Linked DNA regions of Oryctolagus cuniculus: region 2 is linked to region 1. A link is a contact called in public Micro-C data. All regions are on one chromosome and are shown on one strand. Each heading gives the region's core, a stretch centred on a gene start, on an enhancer-like site or on the middle of the called end of the contact. The rest is flanking DNA. Distances are from core to core; before and after follow the strand shown.

Evidence for each region. Hi-C and Micro-C count contacts between places; a contact is called where the count stands out from the background.
Region 2: a contact with region 1 is called in a Micro-C map of ear pinna, with 3 times the contacts expected there. The contact joins the enhancer-like site here to the promoter of COX5B in region 1. A contact is called at or near these places in 2 of 6 Hi-C or Micro-C datasets (ear pinna and an unstated tissue).

What each region holds. Positions count from the first base shown.
Region 1 is chr2:110,723,702-110,728,198 of mOryCun1.1, reverse strand. COX5B (cytochrome c oxidase subunit 5B) reads left to right here and starts at 2,392. Exons shown (of 4, transcript XM_002710006.5): 1 at 2,392-2,625; 2 at 3,189-3,262; 3 at 3,447-3,546; 4 at 4,093-4,291. The coding sequence starts at 2,523. The coding sequence ends at 4,205.
Region 2 is chr2:110,778,370-110,783,009 of mOryCun1.1, reverse strand. FAM178B (family with sequence similarity 178 member B) reads right to left here. Exons shown (of 17, transcript XM_051835736.2): 6 at 2,786-2,891. Among named protein-coding and RNA genes, the nearest start is that of FAM178B, 42 kb to the right of the region's middle. Within about 2 kb of position 1,794, at least 2 of the 8 cell types and tissues checked have an H3K27ac peak or open chromatin away from gene starts, as enhancers often do. A contact at or near this core is called in ear pinna, where this site is marked.

The sequences.
Region 1 (4,497 bases), core at 1,143-3,642:
AAAAACACATTTTACCAAATTTGTATATTTTCATTTATTATTTTGGCAGGCAGAGAGGTAGAGACAGATAGACAGAGACACATTTCATCTGCTAATTCACTCCCCAAATGCCTACAACAGCCAGGGCTGGATCCAGCCGAAGTCCGGAGGCTGGAATTCAATCTGGGTCTCTCAAGGGTGGCAGGAACTCAAGTACTTGGGCCATCACCTGCTGCCTTCCAGTGTGCACATTAGCAGGACACTGGAATCAGAACTGGAACTAGGACTTGAACTCAGGCACTCTGATATAGGATGCAGGGCATCACAGGTTGCATGTTAACCACAGCGCCCAATGCCTACCCGGCTACGTTTGTGTAATTTTAGGAAACTTCCTATATAGGTGTGTTTCTTTGAATATGTTAACGCAGGTATAGAGCAATATGTTCAAGCAAGTGTGATTTGGTCCCCCAGGGGGACAAGATGACTAATGACATTTTTAGTTGTCAAACACTAATGGCATAGCTGCTAAATCCTAAAACACACACTGGGCAGCCTCACCCCTCCCCTCTACACGTGTCAGTCACGCTGAGGTTGAGAAACCGGCACAGAGAAGAGAAGATAAACACCAAATTCTTAACCTTTTCCTTACTGTGTCTGTGTGGACTTAGTATAATAAGCATTTATTTTTGCAACTAAAAATTAGCCTGTAAAGGCAAAAAAAAAAGTTCATTTAGGCAAAGCCAATGATGGAGCAGGAGTGGCCAACTGCTCCCCCAGGAAACCTCAGGGGCACGGGTGTGAGTGAGGGTGGCAGGCGCTGGAGGCAGCAGGGGTGGGAGAGGATCTGATTTTAGAGCTCACCCGCACAATCTGAATAGTCCCGGGGAGAAGTGGAGCCCTGGACGAGGGCTCACTATGTGTGGAACAAGCCCCAATTCAATTCCTAACTTCTAGCTTGGAGCAAACCATCTGTGTCAGGCAGCAGGGACTCCTAACACATCAGAGCTGACTGTCCCACCGGCCTGCTCAGGAGCAGGTTAGTAGGTGCTCCCCACGAAAGCCTTTTGTGGCTAAGACAGGAAAAGTCCAGCTTAAGAAACTGCGAAGCAGAGTTCTTTGCTGCAGAGCCTTTAACATGTTGATTTGCACGTCCAAGAGGGTGGTCCTCACAAGCAGGACTGTCCTATCTTGGCCAATTCCTTTTTTCTGACCGCACATCTTGAGCCTTGGATTCCATAGAGTACTTCGGAAAACAGTATCCTCATCTGATTATCGTTTCACTGATTAGGACAAGGTGGCCAAAAAGAGAAAACAAAACAAAACAAAATCGGACTGAGCTGCCTGGTAGGGCCAGCTGTTTTCCAGACCAATGATTTTTTTTCTCACCAAACACCAAACCACAGGTACAAATCAACGATAGATCCTTGGGGACCATTCCTTGGTTTTAAATAACTTCCCTTCTGTGTAATCTAGAGGAGTTGCAGTGGATGTAGGAAGAAGGGGGCAACACTCAAAGCAAAACCCACCTTTGAAGAGGATCAAGTCAAGTCTGGTCTCAGGATAGAGACCATTTTTCTCCCCTTGGTGGAAAGGGCACCCAGGAAGACCACATGAGCTCCCCTGAAGGAGGAGGTCCTTTTGAGTATCATAACCCGTATGGGACCTCCACTCTCCAACCTGCCTCAAATTGCCCTATAAACCGATCCTGTATCCTCCGTCCAAGTACTAAAAATGCTATATATGCCAGGCCTCTGCAAGATACGTAACTCCACGATGATGCGGTATCATTTCCACTCTGAAGGGATTTTCCATCTGGTAGGGAACCGCAGACTTGCTAACACTTGATGCGAACCAAGCGGCGAGGAGTCGACAAGGAGGAAAGCGTTTCCCAAGGCTCTCCATGCCCACCCTAAGCCTGAAGGTAAACGGGGAGTTATTGGAGGATGTTGTCGGTTTTAAACAGAACTCTGGCCACACAGTGCGTTCTGCGACTCCACTTCCCATTATCACTTCCCCTTCCTGCTCCTCTCCTCCCCTCATCTTTTCCTTAGTTAATAACCCGCGGAAGGGTCACTCCCTCACCTCATATCATCAAAGGGCCTTGGTCCTGGGAGCGGCCACCTCTGGCTCTAGCCTCCTGCTCATCACCAGGGGGCTCATTACCCTACATAGTACACCTGTATAAGTAATTGGTACTAACGCAAGTCTCCTGACAGACGCTGACTTAAAGACTTCCGTCCGCAGCCTCCTCAGTGACCCAACCATCAGGTAAGACGCACAGCAACTCCCATTCGGCTGGGTCACTGAATTGTCCAAACCCCAGGGTTACCAAAAACCAAACCTAAAGACCCGCCATTGACGGGGCCCGAACCCGCGTCTTTGCAGTGCTGGGCATGCGCAATCTCCCCCACGAAACCGTCACGTGGACTCGGGAGCTGGTAGGAAGCGGAAGACTAACCAGGAGGAGAAAGAAGCCCGCCCCCGGAAGTCCCGCCCATCTCTAGAGCTTGTTCCCGGAAGTGGCGCTGTTTGTCGCGGGCGTGATGGCTTCAAGGTTACTTCGCGGAGCTGGAGCGCTGGCTGCTCAGGCCCTGAGGGCCCGCGGACCCAATGGAGCGGCTGCCGTGCGCTCCATGGCTTCTGGAGGTACGCGGCGCAAGGGACCGGTGTCGTTGCTCTCCCGGGGTGGTTGGGGCTGGGGCAGGAAAGCGGGTCGGGCTCTGCAGCCCCTCTGGGCCCCAGTGGCCACCTCTCGGCCCCGAGTGCATCAAGCTCTGCGGGCGTCGCCCTGTCATTTCGGGCTTCCGCTACTGCCGCCCACCGAGCTGACCCCGCAGAGTAAGACTCCTCAGCAGAGGTGCCGGATGACCTTGGAGGGCAGGGATTGCAAACGGGATGGAGCGGGACCGGGCTGCCCTTCAAACCCGCGCCCACTCTGAGCCGAGTGGACTCTGGTTGACCAGCTTTTAGAAAAATGTCGAAAAATCGGTTTTGGTGGTTGGAGGTGTGGAGAGAGCAAAGCTTCCGCTGGTGCTGGTCTTTTGGGGCTCGTCCCTAGAGGATCCTGGGTATCTGCAGCCTTTAGGAGCCCGTGAGCCCAGTAAAACATAGACAGGAGCTCGTGTGTGGCGTTTTCCGTCTTGATCATTTGCAGCGTGCCTTTTCCTGTCTGGGTCGCTAAAGGACATAATGCACGTGTCTTCCTTTAGGTGGTGTCCCGACCGATGAGGAACAGGCCACCGGGCTGGAGAGGGAGGTCATGATGGCCGCGCGGAAGGGACTGGTGAGGAGGGGCTCCCTTCTGTGTCTTCTGTGGTGCTCATGGGTCTGGGATGGAATCGGGGGAGTCGCCAGTCCTCTCCGTGCATTTGATCCAGGCAGCCTGGCTTGTGGGAGCAGGCCTCAGCTCCGGGAGGGTAGAAGTCTTATGGCATAGTGGAGTAATTCTTTTTTTTTTTTTTTTCCAGGACCCATACAATATGCTACCCCCAAAGGCAGCTTCAGGCACCAAGGAGGACCCTAATTTAGTCCCTTCCATCACCAACAAGCGAATAGTGGGCTGCATCTGTAAGTCCCTGACACGTTTTCTTAACTATTTAAGTAGTATATTCTGTTTGGGACGGCTATAAGCTGCTTCACATCTCGTGTGTGTGTGTGCAACTCTATGAATGTAAAGAGGATGTGTGTATAACTAAGTTGTTCCCAGAGTCCTGGCTCTCACGCAGTAGGTCATCCTTACTGGAAAGAGGTGTGGAACAAGCAGCAAGACTGGCTGGCTGGAAGTGCATGATGAAGATGGAATTTTCATTCACAAATCTTGGGCAATGTTTTAGGCCCCAGGGATGCACACCAGAGTGGACCCCGTTTGGAAGTCTGTGTAGGCAAGGGTATTGCTAGAACTTACAGTGACCTTGCTGTAAGGTCGGTATATGTGCAGGTAGATGCAGGGCCTCAGTTCTTCATCTGGAGAGTAGGGAGGAGAGTTTGAACTGATGTCCTCAGATGTCAGCCACAGTTTTATTTCTGTCTCCGAGGTGTCTGGGTAAAAAAGGTCAATGTTGAAAGTCTCTCTTCTTAGACCGGATGACTTTCAAACTCCTTTTGTCCTTTCAGGTGAAGAGGACAACAGTGCTGTCATCTGGTTCTGGCTGCACAAAGGCGAGACCCAGCGATGCCCTAACTGTGGAACCCATTATAAGCTGGTGCCTCACCAGTTGGCCCACTGAGCCCCTGCGCTAACTTAATCAGAATGTGCTGTGAGGTTTCTTCTTCCCAATAAAGATTAGCCATTGTATTGGCTCCTCCTCCCGTAGGTGACTGGCTTTACTTCTTTGTTTTCTTTTCCTTTTTTTTTTTTTGTAAGATTTATTATTTTTCTTTGAAAGGCAGAGTTAAAGAGAGGCAGAGAGAGGTCTTCAATCCGCTGGTTCACTCCCCAGATGTCTGCAGCGGCCAGAGCTGTGCTGATCCGAAGCCAGGAGCTTCTTCCAGGTCTCCCATGTGGGAAACCCCAAGGAC
Region 2 (4,640 bases), core at 545-3,044, 55 kb before region 1:
GAGCTTGCAAGCACTGACCAACCGCAGTCAGCTGGGCAGGACCAGGTTGGCCCCGCTCTGGGATCCTCGAATTGTTTCCGGGTCAGTGCTTTACTTTCACAGTCATCTGAGACCACTGGCGTGGAAAATCCTGGTCCTGAGTGCAGATCCACAACCTCAAACAACTCCAGACAACAGGGATCCTTATTTGAATGCTCCTGGAGTCAGTGTGTCCTGCGCCGGGGATGTGGGCACAAACAAGTACCCAGCACCCACCCACAGTGCCACCTTGACTGGGGACACACAGTCGGGGCCAGGCCTCGGGGCGGGGTTCCTGAGAGCTCACAGCTGTGGTGGGTGCTGTAGGGAACTCCCCCTTTCAGACACAGTGGCTCTGGAGTGCCCGAGGGCTGAATGCCACTCCTGGACCTGGCCCGAGAGTATGACCTCTCCAAGTGCAGCCTGTGTCTGGTGACAGGCTGATGCTGGGGTCTGAGGGCCTGGAGCCCTCACTTCAACTCAGGCTACCCGAAAGGGTCACCGGATTGCAGAGCCCCTCAGGACTGTCGGGGACCCCTCCTGCTGCACAGCCCCTCCCTCTGCTGGATCTACTGCCCTCCCCGTCACAGCTGGGGCACTCGCAGGGAAGCCACTGCCTCGGGGTCCATTCCTCTGTGACTTCTTGTAACTTCTACAGCCGAACACTCGACTCTCTAGAAACTCACTGAGGATATACGCTACCTGCTCGTGCCCATCCTCCCTGGTGAGGCTCACCTGGAAGGTCCACACGAGGTGGACAAGCCCACGGAAGTCAAGAGCACTGTGGCTGAAGCCTGTTCCCCGAGAGAACATCGGCTGAAGCCTCTGGGGGGCGGGGGCAGCAGGACCAAGACCCCAGGGGAACTCAGCATGGCCTCTCCAAGAACGCAGTGGACTGAGCAGAGCTGGAGAGCTCTGACTCACCACCCCCAGCTCCCAGGATGGACCCCAGGTGTCCGTGTAGGCTCCTGCAGCCCCGCTCACCCAGCTGCCTTGACTGGACCAGGGGACCATTTAATCCTCTCAGGAAAACTATATTGTCCTTCCTGGGGACTCAGATTTGTGGACACAGCCTGGTCTTGCTTGGCCAGGGAGCCCCCCGGGGAGGAGAGAGAAGCGGAGGCTGGTCCAGCTTCCTGATGCTTCCCCATCCTGGTTCCAGCTCCACCCGAGAGCCACCCACATCCCTGTCCTGGGATCCCCAGGACCGTTCTTGCTCTCCTCCCCAGGAGGCTGCAGGGGGGCCCTTCTTGGATTTCTACCTCTTGCAGCCAGAGTCCTCACTAACTATATAAGCTTCTGAAGTGCGCGGAGCATACTGCCCAGAGGTCTCCCAAAGCCAAGGGCACCCCTCTTGCCAACCTGGCTTCCGCCGTGGTGGGGGATGGAGCGTGAACCGGGGCCTCCACCCGCTGACAATGCCAGGCCCTGGGCCGAGCAGTGGCCAGGGCGGTCTGCGAGGGTTACGCACTTCACTTGCACATGGGGCCATCGGAGCACAGGGCAGATGCTAAGGAACACACCCACAGGTGACCAAGCTTGACCTTGTCTTGGGGGAGGCTCTGGGGTCCCAGGACCTCATGGAGACTGATCCCCCCAAGAGGAAGGGCACTCCACGCCGTGTCAGGGTCACACAAGGCCCCTCTGTGGGCGCCCTCTCAGTTGGGCTCTTTGTGTCTCCCAATGCCTAATTGTGTGCTTCGTCATCTGCTGTGCAAGGAGCAGAGAGAAGCTGTCCTGGCTGGGCTGAGAATAATGGACACACTGTTCCCTGTTCCTCCCCATCCACTCCCACCAGGCCGTGGGGGGAGAGGGACACGAGAGCAAGGGCCACACCAGGGCCCCAGGAGCCTGGGGTCTTTCTCCTCTGCAGCAGACCAGCGCACGAAGGCGGCCCCAGGGCTGGGGGCTGGGGGTGGGGGGAAGCAGAAGGAGCTGGAGGGCTCTGCCTGGAGTGTGGCCAGCCTGCCGAGGGGGAGGACTTCCTTGAACCCGCCCTGCACAGTGGCTGTGATTTACAGCTGGGGTCCAGGCTCCAACTGGCAGCAACAGGACGAGCTGGAACTTGTGACCAGCCCATCCCCAGGGGCCCTGGGAGGGGGCCCAGGCCAGGCAGGCATCCTCATGCCAGGCATTCAGATTGTAGCAGTTGGTTCCTGGGCCCGTCCCTGCTGGGTTTTTACTGTCTCTGTCTCTCCAAAAGTTGCAAGCCCCAGGCAGGGTGGATGTTCCCCCAAGGCAAAATGTTCCAAAGACAACCAGGAGGGAAGAGACCGCAGCTGCAGGTTTCTCTGGCCGACTAACAGCAGACAGGAAGCAAGCCCTCCGACCCACCAGCACCCTCGGCTTTAAATCTGTGGGCACCCCCCTGCCCCAGGGGGCTGCCTATCAGCTAGGGGACCTTGGTGGCCGGGGAAGAGATTTTTGACACAACAGGAGCCCTCGTTGGGGAAGCATGGATCCACACACTGAGGGGTTGGACTTCAAGTCCACTGGGAGCGCCAGGCCCCTCCGGAAAGCTAAGCTAGGCTTCTGGGTGGCACAGGCAACACCCGGAGAGGTGCACACCGAGTGGGAGGCAGAGGCTGAGGCCACACCTGGGTCCCCGTGAGGATTAACTCCCCATCAGCTTTCCTCCCTCCTCTGCCCTCAGCCCCAGACTTGGCAGGACAAGGTTAATGCCCAGCCCAGCTCCTCCCGCCTGCAGGCTGGCCCCAGCTAGGAGGCTGCTGCACTCCCGCCACCTAGCGGCTGGTCTGGTCCTCACCTGGAACAGCCACTGCAGAAGGGGCACCGGGCAGCTGGTCCTGTGCAGGTAGAGGTTGCTCAGGAGGCCGTGGTGCAGGAAGGAGAGCTGCTGGGCCTGCGAGGAGCTGGGGGACAGGCAGCGAGGTTAAGGGAGGTCCATGGGAGATGGTCACGTCGCAGCCGCTCCAAGAGCTAATAGGCTTTTCCAGTCCTCGACACGAGGTGCCCTCATCAAACTTGCCTGCTTGTCACAAGGGCTTTCCAGGAACATTCCTGGTCCCCCCCCCCAACCCTTTTTAAAAGATTTATGCATTTGTTTGAAAGGCAGAGTTACAGAGAGTGAGAGCGACAATGAGATTGATCCTCCATCCGCTGGTTCACTCCTCAAATGGCTGCAATGGCCCAGGGCTGGGCCAGTTGAAGCCAGGAGCCTGGAACTCCATCTGGGTCTCCCACATGGATGACAGGAGCCCAAACACTTGGGTCATTTTCTGTTGCTTTCCTAGGATCATTAGCAGGGAGCTGCATCAGAAGTAGAGCTGCCAGGACTTGAACCAGACCCATATGAGATGGCAGCATTGCAGGTGGCAGCTTAATCCATTGCCAGCCTCCCTCACAGTGGCTTTTTTTTTTTTTAGATTTATTTATTTGTTTGAAAGGCAGAGTTATAAAGAGAGAGGGAGGGAGGGAGGGAGAGAGAAAGAGAGAGAGAGAGAGAGAGAGAGAGTCTTCCATCTGCTGGTTCATTCCCCAGATGGTCGCAACGGCCGGAGCTGGACTGATCCGAAGCCAGGAGCCAGGAGCTTCTTCCAGGTCTCCCACATGGGTGCAAGGGCCCAAGGACTTGGGCCATCTTCTACTGCTTTTTCAGGCCATAGCAGAGAGCTGGATCGGAAGTGGAGCAGCCGGGACTCAAACCAGTGCCCATATGGGATGCCAGCACTGCAGGCAACAGCTTTACCCACTGCGCCACAGCGTTGGCCTCTCACAGTGTTTTAAGTATACTTCTGTGTGGCACACTTTGATGGAGAGGGAAACTGAGGCATTTACTAAGGGTGAGTAGAGGGTCGTGGTGCCTTGACTGCAGGCCCTGACCTGAGGGGCAGACGGGATTACCGTGCAGCCGTGCTAGCGTCACAGTATCTGCTTACACACTGAGTTTCTGTCTGTCGTGGCTTTTTCCAACACAGAGGGGACACCTGAGAAGATGGGAAAATAACAGAAAATAATTTCCCAGGACTAGGAAATTCTGGGAAGGGAACAGTCAACAAGGATTCCGTAAAGGACTCTCAGAAACCGAGAGCAGCTGCTGTCCCCGAGTCAGAGGAATGGCGCTCGGGCTGACCATGGGCCTGTGACCTGTGGTGTGTCCACTCTGGCTGGCCTGGGCAGTCAGACCGCCGGCCTGGGAGGAGGCCTGCTTTAGGTGCAGCATTGCCTTTGTAGGACAGCTTGGTCTATCCCAGGTCTCCATAAAATGAGTTGAAGTAGTCGTGTGTGTGGGTTTGAGATTTATTTTATTTATTTAAAAGGTAGAGTAACACAAAGAGAGGGATAAACAGAGATCTTCCATACACTGGTTCACTCCCCGAATGGCCACAATGGCTGGGGCTGGGCCAGGCCAAAGCCAGGGGCTTGGAATTCCATTCTGGTCTCCATGTGGGTGACAGGGAGCCAAGTACTTGGGCCATCATCCACTGCCTTTCCAGGCGCACTGCTAAGCAGGGAGCCGGACTGGAAGCAGAGCAGCCGGGACTAGAACCAGTACTCTGATAGGGGATGCCAGCGTCGCACATAGCAGCTTGACATGCTGCACCACAACGCTGGCTCTGCTCGTGATGGGCACAGGTGCTCTGCAAGTCATTTTAGAGGGG